Linked DNA regions of Mus musculus: region 1 is linked to region 2. A link is a contact called in public HiChIP or PLAC-seq data. All regions are on one chromosome and are shown on one strand. Each heading gives the region's core, a stretch centred on a gene start, on an enhancer-like site or on the middle of the called end of the contact. The rest is flanking DNA. Distances are from core to core; before and after follow the strand shown. Region 1 overlaps Hdnr (Hand2 downstream lncRNA). Region 2 holds the start of Cep44 (centrosomal protein 44).

Evidence for each region. HiChIP or PLAC-seq counts read pairs in DNA pulled down with a chosen protein or histone mark.
Region 1: an H3K4me3 HiChIP or PLAC-seq map of embryonic limb bud shows a contact between it and region 2, with 7 times the contacts expected there. The contact joins the enhancer-like site here to the promoter of Cep44 in region 2. A contact is called at or near these places in 3 of 39 promoter capture datasets (cranial neural crest, liver and second pharyngeal arch cranial neural crest), 1 of 484 Hi-C or Micro-C datasets (cardiomyocytes), 11 of 115 datasets of contacts at active chromatin or transcription factors (astrocytes, cardiomyocytes, craniofacial prominence and 7 more) and 4 of 9 other capture datasets (embryonic stem cells, embryonic tail, embryonic trunk and 1 more).

The regions. Positions count from the first base shown.
Region 1 is chr8:57,347,167-57,350,864 of GRCm38.p6, reverse strand. The region is part of intron 2 of Hdnr (Hand2 downstream lncRNA); the gene reads right to left. Among named protein-coding and RNA genes, the nearest start is that of Gm34030, 14 kb to the right of the region's middle. Within about 2 kb of position 1,519, at least 9 of the 459 cell types and tissues checked have an H3K27ac peak or open chromatin away from gene starts, as enhancers often do.
Region 2 is chr8:56,548,962-56,552,691 of GRCm38.p6, reverse strand. It overlaps Cep44 (centrosomal protein 44), which reads left to right and starts at 2,126. Exons shown (of 11, transcript NM_001009951.1): 1 at 2,126-2,147. Fbxo8 (F-box protein 8) reads right to left here and starts at 1,538. Exons shown (of 6, transcript NM_015791.4): 1 at 1,316-1,538.

The DNA of each region.
Region 1 (3,698 bases), core at 270-2,769, 800 kb before region 2:
AAGAAGCTCCACCTTCCGCCAGATGTGAGCATGAGGTTTATTAAATATTGATAAATACAATAACAAAGAAAATGGGGAGAGAAGTTGAGTTTGTGGGCCAAAGAGTTCATCTAGATGGAAAATTAATATTTATGTTTAAGTGCATATATATTTTATATGTGAATTTGCATACATGCATACTTATATCTAGAGAGACTGAAACTGTAGAAAGTGGCTGGCTATTGAATGCAATAGGTCGGTGGCGAAGCCAGGTCTGAAGTACAGGTTTTGTGAGTGCTGGCATGATAATTGGCCTGCTGGCCCTGTGTATATCTTATATGCCGCTAGAGAGCTGGAAGATTTGATAAGATTCGTGGTTAATCAGCTCCATGTGTGCTGTGGTTCCTTCCCCACCACCATCAATATTGTGTTAGAAAAGGCTGCATGTCCTGGCGACAGCATGAATCTTCTTTAAAATGGGAGTCCTAAGAACCCACCCCTGCCTCTAATACTAACTCTGCATGTAAATTCGCCGAAGGATAATATCCTGAGATCATTTTTCCCCCCAGAGGTGTTGAAAGGAGTCCATTTAATAGAAGAGGCTAAAGAAGAGGAAGCTATCTGATGTCTCCCACCAGGCTGCTGCTGTGGGATGGTGAGCCCTGCTCACAGTCAGTCTGGGAAGGAGGCTGTTTCCAGCTCCACTCTAGCTATGTGCCCTGGACAAAAATACCTTTGCCTTTTGGAGGGGGTCTTAGCATCTGCAAGAAAAGTCAGAAGTCGAAGCACATCAGTTTAATGAATCATATTGTTTTGGGATTTTCCTTGACCGAATTCCTGAAGCAATTTACCTGAACTTCTAGCCAACCATCTGCTTCTCTCTGCTGGATAACTTAGGAAGGAAGAAAGAGAGGAAGGAGGGGAGAAAAGAAGTAAGTAAGTAAGTTGGGGTAGCTATCTAGATAATAGTTTCAAAAAAGTTTCGAACTGATATTGCTTAGACAAAAATTGAAAAGTGTATTAACAGATGGTTGTCTTTATTTGGTTAGTTCACTGGATAAATAGGAAACACTTTCTACACGGAGAGCCATGAGCTAAGGGGAAGAGAGCAGCCAGTGTATCTTAACCTTATTTTTAAAAGTAGTTACCAACAGAAAAGTGTGCATCCGCAGGAAAAGGGCACTGTGTTTTAGCATCTATAAATCTGATGATGCGCTCACTCTGTCACAGTCCCTTCTGGGTTCTGGTCAACTTACAATCTCTCCATCTTGTCTGGGGAGACCGTTCATCCTCAAAGTCCCTTCCTAGTTGAGATTTTGTTCCCGAGATGCTTTAGGATAGCCCTAGCTGCCTCACTTGAAGGCAAACCGCCCTAGGTAACCTGAGCCTGTGGTTCCCTCCCATCTGGGGGAGGAAAAAAAGTGGGGGGTGGGAGATCGGAAGAAAAGAGAAAAATACTGAGAAACATGTTTTGGCAGACAAGGCCTTCGGAGACTACCATGTGCGCTCCATATTGAGCAAGCCCAGGTCTTTGAAGTTTTTCTGAATGTAAAGGCATTATTCTTTCTCAAACTGTGGCTAAGTAGTACAGACGTTAAAACAATGAGGCCAGAAGGCGCAGACGCGGGACTAAGAGTTTAATTCGTCCTTCACCCAAGTGTCTGCCACCAGTTAGATCCCCAGTTTGTACCCAGGCAGGGTTGCCAACCCCTGTGCACCCTCTTCAGACCCAGGTTTGTCTTAGAGCCAAGTTGAGAAGTAAGTACTTTTCCAAACGCTGGGGGAAAACTTCCCAGATGTTTCCTGTGCTACGAAAAGAAGCTCAGGTTGAATCTGAAACATTTTTCTTACAACAGCGGGCGGGTCACAGGGCCAGCTAGGCGCCCCGCAAGCCCGGTTCCCCAGAGAGCTGAGGGGTGCGCCCCAGCCTCTGTACCCCCACGCGCACTCACCCCTGATCACTGGGAGTCCCCCACCCCGCGGAGATACACACAGCGGGAGGGAGTACAGGTGACTGCGTTATTATGTGTGGAATTATGATCACATCCGAAGATCCTTCTAGTACATCTATTCTATAATCTATGATGAGATTTTAGTTATCAGGCTCCTATTATAAAGTATCATTTGTCTCCTGCCCCACCGCAGGGCAGACCAAAATAGCTTAAGTAAAACGAAGGACTAGCTCCATTTGCTGTCTTGAGATTTCCATCCCTCAGCGGGTGTATATTCCAGAGGTGGGTGGGACAAGAGGAGCGAGGATCACAAACACATAATACTGGTCCCAGGTGACTTGAGGCTTTACACACTGGGATGGCCAAGGTCTCCTAAAGAGGAGAGTGGCCAGCTCCAGGTGCTTCCGGGTCTCAGCAAGCACTTCCGGGCTGTGTGGCCATCCTGCTTAGGGTAAGTGAGGTTGGATTATCACTCAAAGTAAAGGAGTTTGTTTTCAAAGGGCTTGGTGGCACAAGTCATGTGGCACAACACTGTCCAGGTGGACCACACCAGAACATCCTTTAATTCAGAAGAAACTCCACAGCTCAGGGAGCTGTGCAGCCAGGAGACTGTGTCAGCCTTCCTGTAGCTGCTCCCTTCCTCGCTGGGGCATATCTTAGACTGTCTTTCCACAGAGTAAATTCACTGGACCCAAGATGAATGGGTTTTCTACACACGGGCCTCTGGAGATGTCCCTGTTCTTAGACATCTGGATTATGCTTGGATTATGCTTGGACTTGGCTCCAACTGGCCCTGCTCCCTCTGACCTTTTGGGGTCCAGAAATCCACACAGTGGTCATAGTAATGTCCTGCCAGCTAAACCAGTCAGCTAGAGCAGGCTCCTTCCATGCTAGGTGTGAGTTACTTAGGGGGACTGGGGTTTGGGGAGATATCTAGTGGAAGGTGGGAGAGGGTCCTCTTGAGATGCTCTCAGGTCTCTTATGAGGCCAGGAAATGAACTGCACAAAAATTGGTGGGTCCTCGTGGGCCTCTGCTTCTGTTCCCTCAACAATAACAATTGTCCCTTCTTCCCCAGAAGTCCCATGGCCAAGGCTATAAGGATCATCACTGCAGCTACTGTGTGTGCAGGTCTTTGTCAGGCCTTTTAGGGAAACAAGGTCCGTTTCCCAGTGCATGAGTCTGGCTCAGGCACCCACTCAATTTATTTTTTTCTGTGATTTTTTTTCCTGGAATGAATCAAAGGTGTACAGAGAATGCGTGTACTGTGTGTGTGCTTAGGCTTCCTCATTAGCATGGCTTCCTCCTTCTGACCCCTCCTCAACCTGGCTTTCTGTGCAGGAGACTTGGAATTCTCCTCCTGGAGGATGGACAGGGAAACCATCAGCTCAGGTAAGCATGGGAGCTGTGGTCTGGAGAATTGAAAGAAGGAAAATCATCTCCAAATGCAACCAGCCAGATGTGGGCAGAAGCTGGGAAGAGAAGAGGAGATCTGAAAATCCCCAAGTTGGCAGGCAGCGCACCGGAAGGTGTGGGAAGGTATGGGAAGCAGTCAACATTTGGAGCCTTGGAATCAGAAGTTCGGGCAGCTGTTAGATAACTTCCTGATTTGCAATAAAGTTCACATGACCAAGAAGATGTTTTCCATGTTCGGTTGCCGGGTTCCTTTCCTCACTCTCTTACAAGCTTAGGGGAGTCCTGATTGAATGGTGGTACTGACCAGATGTGGACCTAAGTCCTTGAGGCTGACACTGTGTTTGCCTACAGGG
Region 2 (3,730 bases), core at 877-3,376:
AACACAGCCTAACTACGACCTCAAGAAACAAGCTGAACTACTCTGTTGAACGTTGCCCTGATACTTGACTCAAAGAAACCAAGATAGTACATGTTTGTTGTTTTAAGCTGCATTAAATTTGGGGATAATCATAAACCAGCAATATGAAACTAATGACGATACTTAGGTAATTGTTAATTTAGAAAAACTGTATAAGCAAGAAGTTTCTGAATTAACCTGAAAATAATAAATTTATTTATTGTTCATTCTGAGACCTGCTCTACATTGTAAAAACAAAACAAAAACAAAAACAACAACAACAACAACAAAAACCTTTCACAAAGGTAGCCGGAAGCTCTTCTCGTCGGAGTGAAAGTGCCAAAGTCCAAAGAACCAAAGCAAAGAGAAGAGTACTTAGTGACCTGTTGCAAAACCATACTTCCAAGCCTTTGGAAGGCCAAGAAAAAGGATTGCTAGCTAGGGACAGTCGGGGCTACACAGTGAATTCTGAGCCAGCCTGGAGTACACAGGAGACCTTGTCTCAAAATACAAACAAAAACGGAGTGCAAACACTGACATGAACAACAGTTTGTATTCAATTGCAGTATTGAGGGTAATGAAGAGAATATGGCGCGCGCGCGGGGTGGGGGTCTTTACAAATAAATGTCTCATTTATAAATTAAGTAGTCACAATTATTAATTAGTAAATACAGAACGAAAAATAAACCAGAAATATATCGAGTAAGAATTGCAAACTTCTATGGTTTTTGTCTAGACAATGTGTACTGAGTAATACGATGTGGAAAGTGGAGCGTAGCCACAGAAAAACAAAACGAAAAGGAAAGTGTTGAACCAATTTTACAGTCTGTTTGGAGACTGTAGCAACTAGCAATCAGCGGAGGTCTTAAACTGGATATGTTTGAATTCGTATTAAGGGGACGCCGTAAGAAATGAAGCGTGCCTTGGCATCGAACGACGCTGTAACCACCACAAAAGCAATACGTGAAACTGAAGAAAGTAACCTCCACCGTTTGTCATCTTTCAAGAGGGACGACACCACGTCGCTACCGCGAGTCCCAAATCGACCTCTATACCAATGGCCTAGAAACAGAAGAGACTCACACCCGCCTCTCGATTCTGATACACCATTTTAATAAGCCACCGCTGCTGTCACTCAAAATGTCTCACAGTACCCATTGGTCCTAAACTGTTGCTTGCTGGGCCAGGGCTATCAAGTGGCAAGCATCCCTACCCCTCACTTCGGAGGAGAAAAGTGAGAGCGTCCGGGCGGGCGGAAGAAGCAAGGCATTGGAAGCCTCTGTGCCGACGCGAGTACCTGAGCGACCTGGGATCTCCACCGCCGCCGCGACGACTCGGCCTGTGGGCGGGGGCTGTCAGCCGAGAAGAAAATGGCTCAGCCGGGAACTGGTGCCCAAGCCATGGAGAGGCCTGTCCAGAGCGCACGTGTTCGCGCTGGAGAACACGATGGCTGCGAGGGAACCAGAAGCCGCCCCAGACTCCCGCGAAGTCACAGCACCTCTGCCTGCAGAAGCCCGAGTGGCGGACCTTGCAAGGTTTTGACGTTTCCTATTGTTGCCGGAAGTGACGTCGAGGAGCGGCTCCTTAAAGGAAAAAGATTTCCGTTTTCCTCATTCAGATTCGCCAAAAAGTCTTTACTTTTCCGCTTCTCATTCTGAACTGCTTTGGCCATCAAAATTATGCTAATTTGAAATGTGACATTCAATAAAAGACATGTAATTGATAAGACTTTAACGACAGTAGAGTATCCTGAAGAAGCTGCGCGAACGGAGTGTGGAATCTGCATCTAGGAATGCCAGCATTTGGGGCAGCCTCTGGCTCGGAATGTTTAGCCGCTGTTCGAACTCTCGGCTCGAACTCTGAGTTCTAAAAACAAACCGTCGGCACGAGGGGCGACCCGAGGCGCGGGCGTAAGGCTCTGGGGCTGCAGACCCGGTTCCCGCCACGTTCTCGGGTTTCTAGTGCTCCCTTCTTCTTTCTGTGTTGGTACGGTAGCCTTGGGAACCTTTCAGTTTGCTTAGGGGCTGCTGGCTGAGCCAGAGCTCGTGGACCTGCTGTGCTCTGGCTTGGACGAAGGTGGCCCTTCTGCTGTCCTCACCGAGGTTCCTGGGTTGTAGGCGAATGATCAGGTCTACCTTTTCATCCCTTTAAATTTAGAGGCAGAAAGGGAATTCGAGATGGGACTTGCTTGTGTACCAGCTGGTATGGTTTTGGAAGGCATCAAGTAGAATGAATCGGAGTCTGCCCTCTTTGAATTGTTTTGTAGATGCCTTTAAGTTTCTTTCCGTCAAAAATACATCTAGCTTCAAAAGACTGTCCGGAATAGAAAAAGTACTCCTTCCTTCGTGTTCTCTTTGTTTTCATCTTCATGGTGTCTCCCCCCCCCCAAAAAAAAAAAAAAAAAAGAATTCTCCATCTACTTTGAGGCCTATGATTGCTCTGTATGAAAAGAAAACTAATTTTAACATATGTATTCTAGACTTACTGCTACACTAGACTGTTTTACAGAATTATTTGCAAGCATTTTAACAATGTTTTATGCGTGAACACAGCGGTTCCCTCATCGGATCTTACAACAGCATTTTCCTAGTATCTATTACGGAGAGATTTTGTAAGTTTAGTTTCTACAGATTTGTATCCCTTTATCTTAAAGTTTGTCTTTTAGATATGTCAAGCGGAATTTCAAAATCCTAGCTATCCACTGTGATTATTAAAGGCTAGTTACTTTATCCTGGGCAAAATGATTTTGGAGTCCTGTGACATGTTTTTAAAGACCTGTAGCAGCTACGAAATTGAGCTGGGTTTGAAACAAAGTATCTTAAACTGCAAAGCTGGGGGACTAGCTCAGTGGTAGAGCCATTGGGTATGCCAAGATCCTGAGATCGGTTCCGTTCCCCACCAAAGCCATCTTGTGCGGTGCTCACAATGTCTTCCAGCAATTCGGTTGGTGGATTTGATTTGTTCCTAACTCTTCAGAAAGCTAGGTAGACCAGTGAGACCTTAATGATTGAATCTGTATATGGTCTTCATTTAATATCCTGTGATAAGTAATATAAAGTGAAAATGCTAATTTTTAAGTAACAGTTTAATTTTATCTCAGATTAATTATGGTCAAGTGTAAAGTATGTTTCAGTACTTGATTAGCTTCAATTCATAGTAATAATTTTAGTATTTACTAATTAAAAAACACTAGGAAAGCCTTTCTTGAAAACATACTTCTATGATCTTGTTTTTTTAAAAATACCTTTATGTTTTTCTCTTCTGTCATATCTTTTCCCTCCACCTACAGATACAAGCTGTACTTGAATCTTACTCTTCTTTAAAATGTTTATTGTGCTGGTAATGAAGAGGATGTGTTCCTGGGGCATACTTTAGTGTCCGAAATTTCATTACCAGAAGTAGAAATAATGTAAAGATAAATGCCTTCTATGATACCAGCAAAAGAAAAGGTAGCACCGAGTATTGGATAAAATTGCATGTCCTGGGAAGATAGGATATGTACAAAACTAACAATTGTGTTGTCAGATGGGTCTGGAAACTAAAACAAGATCAGACCTGCAATCTTAAATCCCAGGCACAGTGTTTGTAGTTACAGCAGAGGCTAGAGTAGTTCCCCTGTCACCTTTCTTAGGCAATAAAGGTTGGTCTGGGAAGTCTGTCTTAACATATCTGTATGTCTTTCTAGCCCCGGCATCTGGAAAGATGGGAAATA